2 separate regions of the Mus musculus genome follow, and region 2 is linked to region 1. A link is a contact called in public Hi-C data. All regions are on one chromosome and are shown on one strand. The core of a region is the stretch at or near the end of the contact, and the rest is flanking DNA. Distances in the headings are between cores, read along the strand shown.

The links. Hi-C and Micro-C count contacts between places; a contact is called where the count stands out from the background.
Region 2: a Hi-C map of neural stem cells shows a contact between it and region 1, with 3 times the contacts expected there. The contact joins the promoter of Rgs9 here to the enhancer-like site in region 1. A contact is called at or near these places in 13 of 39 promoter capture datasets (the 3T3-L1 cell line, 3T3-L1-derived adipocytes, cranial neural crest and 9 more), 17 of 484 Hi-C or Micro-C datasets (the G1E-ER4 cell line, LSK cells, Th17 cells and 12 more), 2 of 115 datasets of contacts at active chromatin or transcription factors (embryonic stem cells and neural progenitor cells) and 5 of 9 other capture datasets (adipose tissue, embryonic tail, embryonic trunk and 2 more).

What each region holds. Positions count from the first base shown.
Region 1 is chr11:109,260,906-109,267,119 of GRCm38.p6, reverse strand. The region is part of intron 8 of Rgs9 (regulator of G-protein signaling 9); the gene reads left to right. Among named protein-coding and RNA genes, the nearest start is that of Rgs9, 34 kb to the left of the region's middle. Within about 2 kb of position 2,504, at least 11 of the 459 cell types and tissues checked have an H3K27ac peak or open chromatin away from gene starts, as enhancers often do. A contact at or near this core is called in neural stem cells, where this site is marked.
Region 2 is chr11:109,295,780-109,301,993 of GRCm38.p6, reverse strand. It overlaps Rgs9 (regulator of G-protein signaling 9), which reads left to right and starts at 3,813. Exons shown (of 19, transcript NM_011268.2): 1 at 3,813-4,056. The coding sequence starts at 4,000. Gm39441 (a long non-coding RNA gene) reads right to left here and starts at 3,764. Exons shown (of 3, transcript XR_880277.3): 1 at 3,544-3,764.

The DNA.
Region 1 (6,214 bases), core at 1,255-3,754:
GATTACCATCACCACCACCACCACCATCAGCATCAGCATCACCACTACCTCCACCATCACCACCACCATCATCACCACTGCCACCACCACCCTTGACACCAACATGCCTGACCTGGGTTGAAAACTCACACCTCGCTAAGCCTCCTGTTCCCATCCTTTTATCCACCCTTTGGAAAGCGGCATTGTTCCATTTTATTAACAAACCCACTGGAACCCTGGGATGTTGTAAGTTGCCCAGCTACACATCTCACATGTGCTAGGGCATCTGAACCCACACCCTTAATTAACTATGCAGCCCTCTCTCTTAGTCCCTATGCTTTCTTTGTCTCCTGTGACAGTGTCACCCGACGTCCTCATGTAGTTTAGTTTGCGTGTAACCTGAGTCACCCATGCTCCATACACAAACATTTGTGTTTGAACAAGCCTGACTACTCTGATAGTATAGGGGGCGGGGACTAGTTTAGAGAGAAGCTTTGATACGCTTGGGGCAGTCTTAAAATGCAGAGAACACATGAAACCCAGGTAGCATCAGGAATGAGGTAGGGCTGTATTGGGGGGCTGCTGTCACCGATTCTTCTTGGATAATCTTCATCTCTCACTGGCCAGCACAGGGAAGATGGTGTTCTATCTAAGGAACATCTCTGCCTGGAACAGAGCAATCTGTCTGACAAGCTTAGGGAGCCCTGGAGCCCACAGACTGCCAGACTGTCTCCAGGAGACCCAAACAAACCTCAACGCAGTGGGAAAAGAGCCAGCCGTAGCAAGCCAAGCATTTGGCTCGGTGGATGCTGAGCAGGAGCTCTGTAGACCCACCGCAGCCACCTGTTAGAGTGTGACGTGGTCACAGTTACCAGATGATCTGTTAACTTGCTCATTTGTCATGTGTGTGTACACATGAGTGTGTGTGTGTGTCTCCATGCATGTGTGTGTATGTAGGTGCATGTGCGTATGTATGTGTGTATGCACATTTATGTATGCGTGCATATGAGTGTGTATGCTTATGCATGTATATGGTATATATGTGTGTTTGTGTATGCATGTGTATGTATATGTGTGTGTGCATGCATGCATTTGTATATGTATGTGTATGTGTGTGCACTGTGTATGTGTGCGTGCATGTGTATGTGCATGTGTGTATGCATATATATGTGTATATATGTGTGTGCATGCATGTGTGTATGTGTGTTGTATGTATGCATGCTTGCTGTTTGCAGAGGCACACATGTGTCTGTATGCATGTAGAGACCTAAGGTTGATGTCAGAAAGCATCCTCTCTTCTTCTCACCCTGTTCTTTGAGGCGTTTCCTCAAAGTCAAATGCAGAGCTCACTGATGAGCCTAGTCTCTCTATCCAGCTTGCTCTGGTGACCACCTCACTGTCCTCCAAGCCTGGAATTACAGGCCAGCTGTTCCAACCCATCCATCATTCGTGTCATTCTAGAGATCTGAACTCTAGACCTCAGGCCTGTACAGCAAGAGCTTTAACCACTGAGGCTGCTCATCTGTCTCGTTCTTATTGGCGAAATCCTTATTGAGCCACGACTGGCAGGAAAAGAGTGTTGGGCACATGATGCCAGATAGACAACATTGAGTTTGTACTGTGTGTGCACCTGCAGAGACAGGACACCTGTCTGATGCTGTATCCAGAAAAGCATCATCAGGAGAAGGTGTTCAGGCATGGGTAGTAGTTGGTCAGTCATCGAGTTTGACCCAAATGGATCAAAATACAGATCTATGTGTGATACAAACAATATAAATGAACAAGGGAGAAATGGCTTCCTTCTATAGCTAAGGATGACCTTGAACGCCCAATCTCTTATCTTTATTTCCATACCCAATTTGTATGTTGCTGGGGCTGGAACCCAGGGCTTCATCTATGCCAGGAAAGCACTCTACCAACTGAGCTACACCCACACTGAGACAAGATTCCTGGAGCAAAACATTTCGATGTTTCCCGTAACTTCACTGAGCCACCTGGGCAACACCAGTGACTTGGTGTCTTCTGAGGACACAGTCCATCACCCAGGCCTGGTTTTCTGGGGAAAAGGCATTTTCTGGCCGTGTATCCTAAGGTCATGTGAATGAACACTAAGCAGTCTTCATTACAGCTACAAAACAAAACATCAACAAAGAAGGTATCTGCTCTCTACTTCCTGCTGAGCTTGTGCTCAATGCCCTGCAGTGGAGAATGGCAACCTAGCTTATATCTGATTCCATAGGCCATTGTGAATCTATTAAAACGATATGGTCAAAGACCATTCATTAACCTAGAAAATAGTCTGAAATGTAGTGTTGTGTCACAAAACAGTATGAGACCCTCAACAGATGCTGGTGGTAATTAAACAAAATCAACGTAACTTTTGGATGTTTATTTTATGGTAGATGATCTTGGGGCAATGGGGATAGACAGCCTTATGAGCCAGGACAGACACGGTTCATGGTCTCAAGGAACTTACTATAGGATTGTGGAGGAAGCGATGACTAAACGATTATGCAAATGAGCGAGTGACATACAGAATGCCACACAGTCTTGTAGAAGAAAGGCGTCTTGCATCAGACCAGGCGCCAGGAGCCACCTCCCCAACAAAGCTGACACTCACATCAAGCTGTGCTTGGAACAGACTTTAAACTCTTCAACCTAAAATTGTCTCCTCGGTTCAGCCTCATTTTTCCTCCTCCCTTTCCTCATTGTATTATGTTTATAAAACAATGTACTGTTTTGTTTATCCTCTCAGACCCATGAGCCAAAGAGTCTGACGCTTTAGGGAACAGAGTGGTGACCAGGAAGGGGATTAGAGAGTGAACTCTGTGACTGGTAGAGGGCTGGTGCCACCCTGGCATGCTGGTTCCTGCTGACGTCACTATCAGATTATCAGGCATTTAGCAAATTGCCTTTTTTGCTATGCCTAAGGGATGTGATAGAGACGTCATACCCTGGTGCTCACAGTTCCTCAAGCTGAAGGAGGGAAGCTCATAGTTTGCACATCTCTGAGAGGCTTTCGGTGTGGAGACACCGGGATAGAAGGCATCTGCTAGTGGCACCTCACTTGATTACCTTTATTGATTGTGCATTGATGATCGGCTCTGGGTAATCTTCAATGAAGTACTCACTTGTGGGCCAGTAGCCCTGGCAGTTATTACAGTAGGGTAAAGATTATACTAATTGTCTGATAGATGAATGGATGGATAAATGAATGAATGAACGAACCTGGGAGTTTCTCATACTTGTAACCGTCTGGGGGACTATGGACAGGACAGTGGTTGGGATTACAGCTTCTTCAACTGGGAATTAAAAAGCTGCTACCCCCAGAGAGGTCAAGATGAAGGCACAGGCAGAGGAGGGTGTAGGGCTGGCTGTCCCCTACAGCTGCTGAGGAAATCCTCACAGGTGGTGTGGTGGTAGTGAGCTCTAACTAGAGAGACAGTAAAACAATAAGGCTCAGAGGTTGACAGAGAGCCTGGTAGCAGAGGTTGCCTTGGAACTGGTTTCAACTGTGCACATAATACAACTGAGCCCCAGGCCATCTTATTTCTGTAGTCTGTGGGGCCAGGTCAAAGGAATAGCTAAATAGCCAAACTCAAGCCTGGAGCAGGCGACCCCACGGAGTTGCTCAGGCAGCTAGGGCCTGTGAAGGGAGCCTGGGAGGGGGGGAGGGGGGCACAGGGGGTGTTGGGGCTGGGGGTGGGTGGGTTCTGAGTGTGCGGTGAGTATGTATGAGTATGTTTAGATGTGCGTGAGTGTGTGAGTGTGTATGTGTATATGAGTAGGCATGCGTAAGTTGAGAGGGTGTGTAGGTGTACTAGACAACACAACGTGAACGTCTGCATGTATGTGAAGTTCACCCTCAGCTCTGCTGGTGGGTTTTACTCTGTAGCAGACATGGGGGAAGTGCCTGGAGCCCATTTTAGGTGAAAGCATTAGTCTGGTGGCCACATCCTTCGCTTCTCTTTCATATGGGGTTTAGGTCGCCTTGAGGGCTGTCTGGGACTGCTACACTTCATCACAGTCATCATGACACTTATCTTGTTGAGACTACTAAGGGATTTCTACCCTCCCCAAGACTGGAAGTGACTCCCTGTGTCTTCTGGGGATGCCCCCCAAAGCAGGAGTCTCATGTTATAGTCAACTAGTCTCTCAAGACATAGCACGGTGTCTGGTATATGTATAGTACTGATCGAGGTCACAGGTTAGGGTGAGGGTGGGCGCTCCCTCTCCTCATCTTCCTCTCATGCATTTCCTGGTTTGGTTTTCATCTCTTCCTCTTGTGGTTAGTAGGCCCAGCATTTGCATCTGTGGTAGCCTGCTGAGCTAGGATATCATATTTAGCAAGCTGGATACAAGGCATCTGGTTTTTAATTAATTGATTAACTTCATGTGTGTGAGTGCAGACACATGCACACACGCTTGCCACACCAAGGGCATAGAGGTTAGAGGACAGCACTGGAGCTGGGTTGAGGGTCTTTCATTGCTGTAGCCATGTTAAGTACTCTAGGCTTGCTGGCCTGTGAGCTTCTGGTGGAGGCTCCTGTTTCTGCCAACCATCTCTCTGAAGGAGGTCTGTGATTACAGATGTGCACCAGGCTGTGATTACAGATGTGCACCAGGCTGTGATTACAGATGTGCACCAGGCTGTGATTACAGATGTGCACCAGGCTGTGTTTACAGATGTGCACCAGACTGTGATTACAGGTGTGCACCAGGCTGTGATTACAGATGTGCACCAGGCTGTGATTACAGATGTGCACCAGGCTGTGATTACAGATGTGCATCAGGTTGTGATTACATATGTGCACCAGGCTGTGATTACAGGTGTGCACCAGGCTGTGATTACATATGTGCACCAGGCTGTGATTGATTACAGATGTGCACCAGGCTGTGATTACAGGTGTGCACCAGGCTGTGATTACAGGTGTGCACCAGGCTGTGATTACAGGTGTGCACCAGGCTGTGATTACAGATGTGCATCAGGTTGTGATTACATATGTGCACCAGGCTGTGATTACAGATGTGCATCAGGTTGTGATTACATATGTGCACCAGGCTGTGATTGATTACAGATGTGCACCAGGCTGTGATTACAGGTGTGCACCAGGCTGTGATTACAGGTGTGCACCAGGCTGTGATTACAGGTGTGCACCAGGCTGTGATTACAGGTGTGCACCAGGCTGTGATTACAGATGTGCACCAGGCTGTGATTACAGGTGTGTACCAGGCTGTGATTACAGATGTGCACCAGGCTGTGATTGATTACAGATGTACACCAGGCTGTGATTACAGGTGTGCACCAGGCTGTGATTACAGATGTGCATCAGGCTGTGATTACAGATGTGCACCAGGCTGTGATTACAGATGTGCATCAGGCTGTGATTAGAGATGTGTACCAGGCTGTGATTGATTACAGATATGCACCAGGCTGTGATTACAGGTATGCACCAGGCTGTGTTTACAGATGTGCACCAGGCTGTGATTACAGGTATGCACCAGGCTGTGATTACAGATGTGCACCAGGCTGTGATTATAGGTGTGCACCAGTCTGTGATTACAGATGTGTACCAGTCTGTGATTGATTACAGATGTGCACCAGGCTGTGTTTACAGATGTGCACCAGGCTGTGATTACAGGTGTGCACCAGGCTGTGATTACAGGTGTGCACCAGGCTGTGATTACAGGTGTGCACCACATCACCAGCTTTTCACCTGTGCTCTGGGAACTGAACTCAGGGTGTCAGACTTGCGTTGAAAGCACTTTTACAAATATTCTATATCAGAATTTATTTGCCACGAAAATCTATTTTATGTTTTTAGTATAAGTATACAAGAAGTGCTAAACTACTGGAGCTAAGTATATAATTAGAGCTAACCTATTGGAGCTGGGCATGGTGACATGAGCCTATAACTTAAGGCTGAGGCAGGAGGATTACAAGTTCTAGAGTGATTTAGGCTACATGGTGAGTTCGAGGCAAGCCTGGTACATAAAGACTCTGTTCCCCACCCTGCAAGGAAAAACCAAAACACAACAGCAAAACCAAGCGAGCAAGCAAGCAAGCAAGCAAGCGAGCAAGCAAGCAAGCAAGCGAGCAAGCAAGCAAGCAAGCAAGCAAAAACCCACCAACCAAGCAATTTATATCCGGACTCCTCCAAAACTAAATAGGACATGAATGAATTACTTGTGTTTATCTGAAGTTGACCAGATGTCCTAGATTTTAACCTAGAAG
Region 2 (6,214 bases), core at 2,564-5,063, 34 kb before region 1:
CCAGGCTGAGCTGCCCTCTTTATTGCAGACTAGAAGAGTGGCCATCCACAGTAGGAGACTGATGGCAGGACGAGAGATTTCTGGTGTTTATTCTCCAAGAGTTCTGTCCTGGAGACAGTCAAATCTCTCTGAGAAGACTATCTTCTACATAGAGAACCAGCTCTCCTTCCTTTGGGCTTTGGTAATGGGAATGACTTTCCAGTATTTGTCTCTCTCCAGACTTTCCCACGCCTTCTGGTGACTCCTTTTTTTTTTTTTTTTTTTTTTTTTTTTTGGTTTTTCAAGACAGGGTTTCTCTGTAAAACCCTGGCTGTCCTGGAACTCACTTTGTAGACCAGGCTGGCCTCGAACTCAGAAATCCTCCTGCCTCTGCCTCCTGAGTGCTGGGATTAAAGGCATGTGCCACCACACCCGGTTTTCTGGTGACTCCTTTAACACTGGCCAATTTCTAAGAAATTACTTCATGGAACTTCCTGCTTCAAAGCAGTCAGATAGATTCACCATGAGGAAATGAACCCCTTATGGTCCCTCCTCCCCTCCCACACTGTAAAAGAAGCCCAAAGGTGAGAGACATGCCTTTTAAACTCTGTACCCCCAGTCCTTGGTACAGTGGGCTGAACTACGGAAGCTACGACATTCTATCAAGATGATTATTGACTTAGGTATCGAAGGACATTGCAGCTTGTGTGGATGGCACACCATCATACGTAGAATAGATTTTGTTCTTTGAGGACAAGATCCATGGCACTGTAAATTGCGTTGCATAATATTTAGGGCTGTGATCTAAGTTTAGGCTCTGAATCACACTCTTATAAGGATGACAAGAACACAGGATACCCGTGATGAAGAGGACAATGACAGAATCATTGTAACGGAGTCATAGAACGATTAGCTATTAGCACTATGCTCCTCTGACTTGTTGGATTTGAGGGTCAGTCTCTTTGTTGAGGTATTGTTTACAAACAGCAATGGACTCTAATTTGAGCAACATAATTGAGTGTTAATAGATGAATTCGCCAGTGTAACCACCAATGCCTATTAAGGTGGTCACCTTTACAAAGATTAGTTTGTATGTATAAATGTATGCATGTAAGTGTGTTTGTGTGAGTGCACGCCTGTGCGTGGGAAGGCTGGACACACATGTTCATATGTGTGGGTGTTGTGGTCTTGGGTGTCCTGCCTTACAAGCCAGCTACTTGTTATTTAAGATATGGTCTCTCATTGGTCTGGAGCTCGCTGCATAGGCTGGGCTTGCTGGTTAGGTATCTCTAGGGATCTGACTGTCTTCTTCCAGTACTGGAGTTACAAGTGTACTTAATGCTCCGTTTTTCTTAGAAAAAAAAAAAGTGGGTCTCTGGGGATTGAACTCAGGTCCTCAGGGCTGCACAACAGGTACTTTACCCACAGTGCTCCCCTCAGTATTGAACATTTATATTTCTTGGCATTTCCCCTTCTGCCCATTCCCATTCCATCACAGACCCAGCCCTTCCAAACTGCATCAGTATTATGATCTGGTGTCCAGTGAGCTCCCTGTCACCATCCTCCAATCCTGCTGACTCCTGCTTCTCTATCCTCTCTCACTTGCTTGAACCCCCTTTCCCTTCGAGACCCCATAATGCCCCCTCATCACAGTTGCCATCCACTCAGACAAAAGGCCTTCCCAAAGCACTGTGTTGTGCCGTCTGGTTTTCGACATATCTGAATTGTGTTTTGCACTGGTTTTATGCAATTATTCTTTCCTTCCATGAAACTGTAAGTTCCTTGAGACAGAGATGATGGGAATCACAGCCTGTTTTGAATGCCAGGCCTTTCGGCACAAAGCCCAGCACACAATATAATTGTTGTTTAAATAGGTTAACGGCATCAATTTCTTTTCCAGGCTGCTACCTAAACCTTTTATATCAAATTACATATTGGAGCATTTTGGAAGGAACAGAGACTTAGCTCTGCGGGAGAGCCCCAGAGACACTCTTGCCCTTGGGAAGGCCCTGGCCCAGCTTGCCTCAAGGGGCTCTCACCTGCCTCACAGCTCCTGTTGGTTTCTGCCTGTACTGTTTGCTGGCTTCTCTATGTTTTCTGGCTTCCTCCACTCATCTTTCATTTCTGCTTCCCCCCTGAATTCAGCTCGCAATTCACCTCAGATTCCTCTTGTCTCCATGTCCCATCTCTCTGGCTCTGGTTGACATCTGCAAAGGTAATATAATAAATACTCTAAGAAGCGTAACCTAAGCTTTGTGGAACCACATCGCAGGCTGAGGACCAGCCTCTGGTACACCCACCAAGCATCTCTGGTCCAATAGGCTAAGAGAAAATCCTCCAAAATATGACTGCTTCACAGGGAAGCTTGAAAGAAGAGATGACAGTGAGCAGCATGCTCTCTACGACGGCTCCTATTCTAGAGCTGAGCACAATTCCTTACATTTTCGATTTTCCTCATTGCTGAATGACTTAAGCTCCCAATCCACCCCCTTAGGAAATCACCTCTATTTTCCTTACTCAGAATTTATAGAACTAAGAAATGCTGGCTTTATTTGCTTATGTGTATTCCGTGTAACACTAAACCCAGAAGTTGTTCCATGAGGAAACGTCAAGACATTGCAGCTTTTTCCTGGGATCCCAGCTCACATAAGGAACACGCTTCTCAGAGGTCTGGTATGATTGGCAGAAACCCCGGTCCTCTGCATCAACCCATCCCTGGAGAGCTCACATCCTTTTCACTGAAGTTTGTGATGTGGGGGCTTCTGCATGGGGCCCAGGGGAAACGAGCACTTTGACATTGTTTGCAAACTGGAGTCAGTGTTATGTGAACATGTGTGTGAGCATGCTTTCTGAGAGTGTCCACAGCGTTCAACGGATTCTTACAAATAAATGTGCCTGAAAGGAAAAAAAAATAGTGGATAAGGGCTTAGATGCTAAAGGTATACCAGTTGACTGAGCACCACTAAGGCGAATCCCTTTGTTCTTTTTCAACTTAAACATGCGAGATGCGACATTGTATATCTATCCTGCTTGTGTAGACTAAGTGGAGGCTTCATCCTTTTTTTTTTTTTCTGGATATATGCCAATATAGGCTCATCAATTGGTGACACATACCAATCTCCCCAGACAGGTTGACCCTGGAGGGGGGTTATGAATGTGTGGAGCAGGTGGCCACTCTGGAGGCATCTATTCTGTCCCATCTGCCCAATTTTTAGGTCAGTTTAAAAGTTCCTTTAAGAGTCTATTAAAGACAAACAAATACAAGTATCGGGAATTAGAAGTAAAATATAATTTGCCTAAGGGCACACAGTTAGCTAAAGAGTGTCTATGGGCTTCTTCACTTCTTCCTCTCTTGAAACCAACATCTTACTAGTTAGTCTATTTGTTAGGCCAATTAATAAAAGTCTACATCTGGTATTTTTTTTTATCTTAAATATCTATCTAGGAACAATCACAGCGTTGCTCACTTATCTATTAGAAGCTTCATGGACACTTCTATTGGATACCATGAAACTGTTTAAAATTTTCTCTTCTCTTATAAAGAAATTCTTAGCGCTGACTTACCCAAAGATGTCCAACTCTCCTGCAAGCTGGCGTCGGAAAGCTCCTTTCCCACTGTGCTCTGTCTCACTTCTGTATATAAAGAGATTAACAGGCTCACACACCTTGGGGCAGATGCTCTAGCTTCAGCATCCCTGATCTGGCCTTCCTACCTGAGGTTTGGTCCAGGTGGAGCCGGACGCCGCCCCCTGGTGGCAGGTGGGAGCCCGCGCAGTGCATGCTAATGAGCGCGCGGCGCTGCTCGCTGATTGGTTGGCGCGAATTCCAGCTGCTTTGCATGTCGGCGGGTGCGAGGGAGAGTCGAGGGGTGGAGGGCGGTATTCTGGGCCCTGCGCGCTCCGCTCTCTGTGCCTCCCGGTCTACGCCCAGGCTGGGGCAGACCAGGCTGGCTTGTGAACTTGGGGGTTTCCCCTTTCGCTCCCATTCGTGTTGTGGTCGTGAATTCATCCAGGGTCCAGAATGACGATCCGACACCAAGGCCAGCAGTACAGGCCGAGGATGGCATTTCTCCAAAAGGTACCCTGGGAATCCCCATCTGGACCCTGGCAAGTGGGCGGGGACCCAGTATGTGGAGTGTCCAAGGGAAGATTGGGCAGGGGCAGAGGGCGTCCATCTAGGTCGATCCGCGCTGCCCAATTTTACTAAATGACTTCTATGTGGCTCTATGTGTTGTATTTAAAAACCATAATGATTGGGTTTTCGCGTAAACTGTAGTGGAGAATTCGAAGGCAGCCGTGATGGTCTGCTGCAGGCCAAAAACAACCTGTTACTCAGGAGAGTGCTTGAAGCTGCGCGGTGATTTGAGACAGCCTATATTGTTACAAGGAATCGGCTATTAAATGAACATTTCCCCCAATACTAAACAGCAGGATTTTTAAGTGTGTGTATGCCTGTGTGTATAAAAAGACCAGGAAAATGTGATTTGTGGGATCAAGAGCCTCCCCTGATCCCAGGATGGCAATCTGTGTGTTTTCTGTATAGTTAGAACCGTTTCTTGTCGATGGCTAATGGCCAGAACAGGGTGTCCGTTCCCGATGGACATGTGGGAGGTGGAATGTACCTATGGGGTGACGTGTTTGGGGACAAAGTGGTTCATTTAGTTCTGGGCTTTTAAGTTAGACAGTGTGGGAAGAGACACTCACAGGATTAAGTCCCAGGTCACTTGTCTGCCCTACCTCTGGCTCATGCCACTTTTCATAGGATTATCCTGTTGAGGGAATTAGCCCGATGGATGTTCTGTGACAAGCTGGGCCCTCCCTGCCTTGAGCCTCTGGAGCTTAGCAACTGGGTGCAGTTGGTGACTAAGTATCCTAATCTACAAGATGTTAAAAGCTGGACAGACCTGGGCACACCAGGACATTCGGCACACCTGGTCATCTCCCCGAGAAGCCAGATAGAAGAGATGTAAGGGCCATGCCGTAAACAGAAGGGAACACTGTCTCACTCAGGAGAGTAGACAGTGCAGCTCCCAGCTCCTGAAAGGACAAGAGGCTGCCCAAGTCTGGTGGTCCAAAGTCGAACGTCATTTTCAGATCGTGTCTAGGCTGGTCTTCTCCTGCCGTGCAGGACGGCCCTGGCTTGGAGCTTAGAGCACCTATCTGTAGCACTCGTGTGTTTATCACTCCCATGCATCCTTTCCCTTGGCCTTCTGAGTGGTGTCTTGCTCTCCAGCATCCTCCCCCCACACCCCCGGCATGCTGTACCTCCACACAATCTTCCTCAGCTCCTCCTCAGACCCTCTCACTTCCTCCCCAGCCTGTCCTCTGATTCTCTCCATCCTAACCTTCCCCCCTCACCTCCACCCCAGCCTCCCCTTCTACACCCTGTCCAGTCCCATCTAGCCCATCTCCCCTTTACTCCCAGCCAAACCTCTTCTTCTACACAGCCTCTGCATTCACCCTACTTCATGGTCCTCACTGCCTCTCCCCTCCTCCCTGACACCCTTCATACACATTGGTTTTCTTTCCCACACTGAGTGAGTTCTCATATAGGATGTTCCCCCCACCCCTGGCCCCATTGGCTTCCTAGATGCACAGGACACTGTCCACCCTTTGCAGCCTGGTTGCTCGGGGCCCAGTTTCCACCATCTCCCTGGCTCTTCCTCTTACTCAACTCCCACTCCTGCCCTCCAAGGAGAAGAACAAAGCAGGCCAGCCACCCTAAGCTGTCACTCAGAATGTCCTCATTTCTCTAGGACCCCATGCTTTTACAGAAAGATCCTTTCCCCCCTCTGCCAAACTCCCGCTCCTCTGTGAAGCAGGGTCCTTCTGACTCCATGGGGAGAGCAACTTCCCTCTCTGGATCTACAGACTGTGTCCTCCTCACCCACAGTATTGTTCTCCTAGCTGCTTTGTCCTGGTAAGGATCCTGTCTGCTTCCCATCTGTGCCCACTGGGGTCTTGAGTTGGATCACAGAACCCCGTAGGTCAGAGGACAGAACAGAGGTCTACAGAACCTCAGGAGCCTATGGTAGAAAGTCCTCAGCAGTTATCCACCTGAGTTAGTAACCAGGCTTTCAGAAAAAAGGCCGGGACCAGCAGAATGCGGACCCAGGTGAGGTACTATTCTCCACTCCATCAGTGTCCAAGGTGGGCAGGGCTTTGCGTGCATTGTCTTGTTTTGTCAGACAGTTGCCATTGTCCTTTACAGAGAAGGATACTGAGGCTCAGAGAGG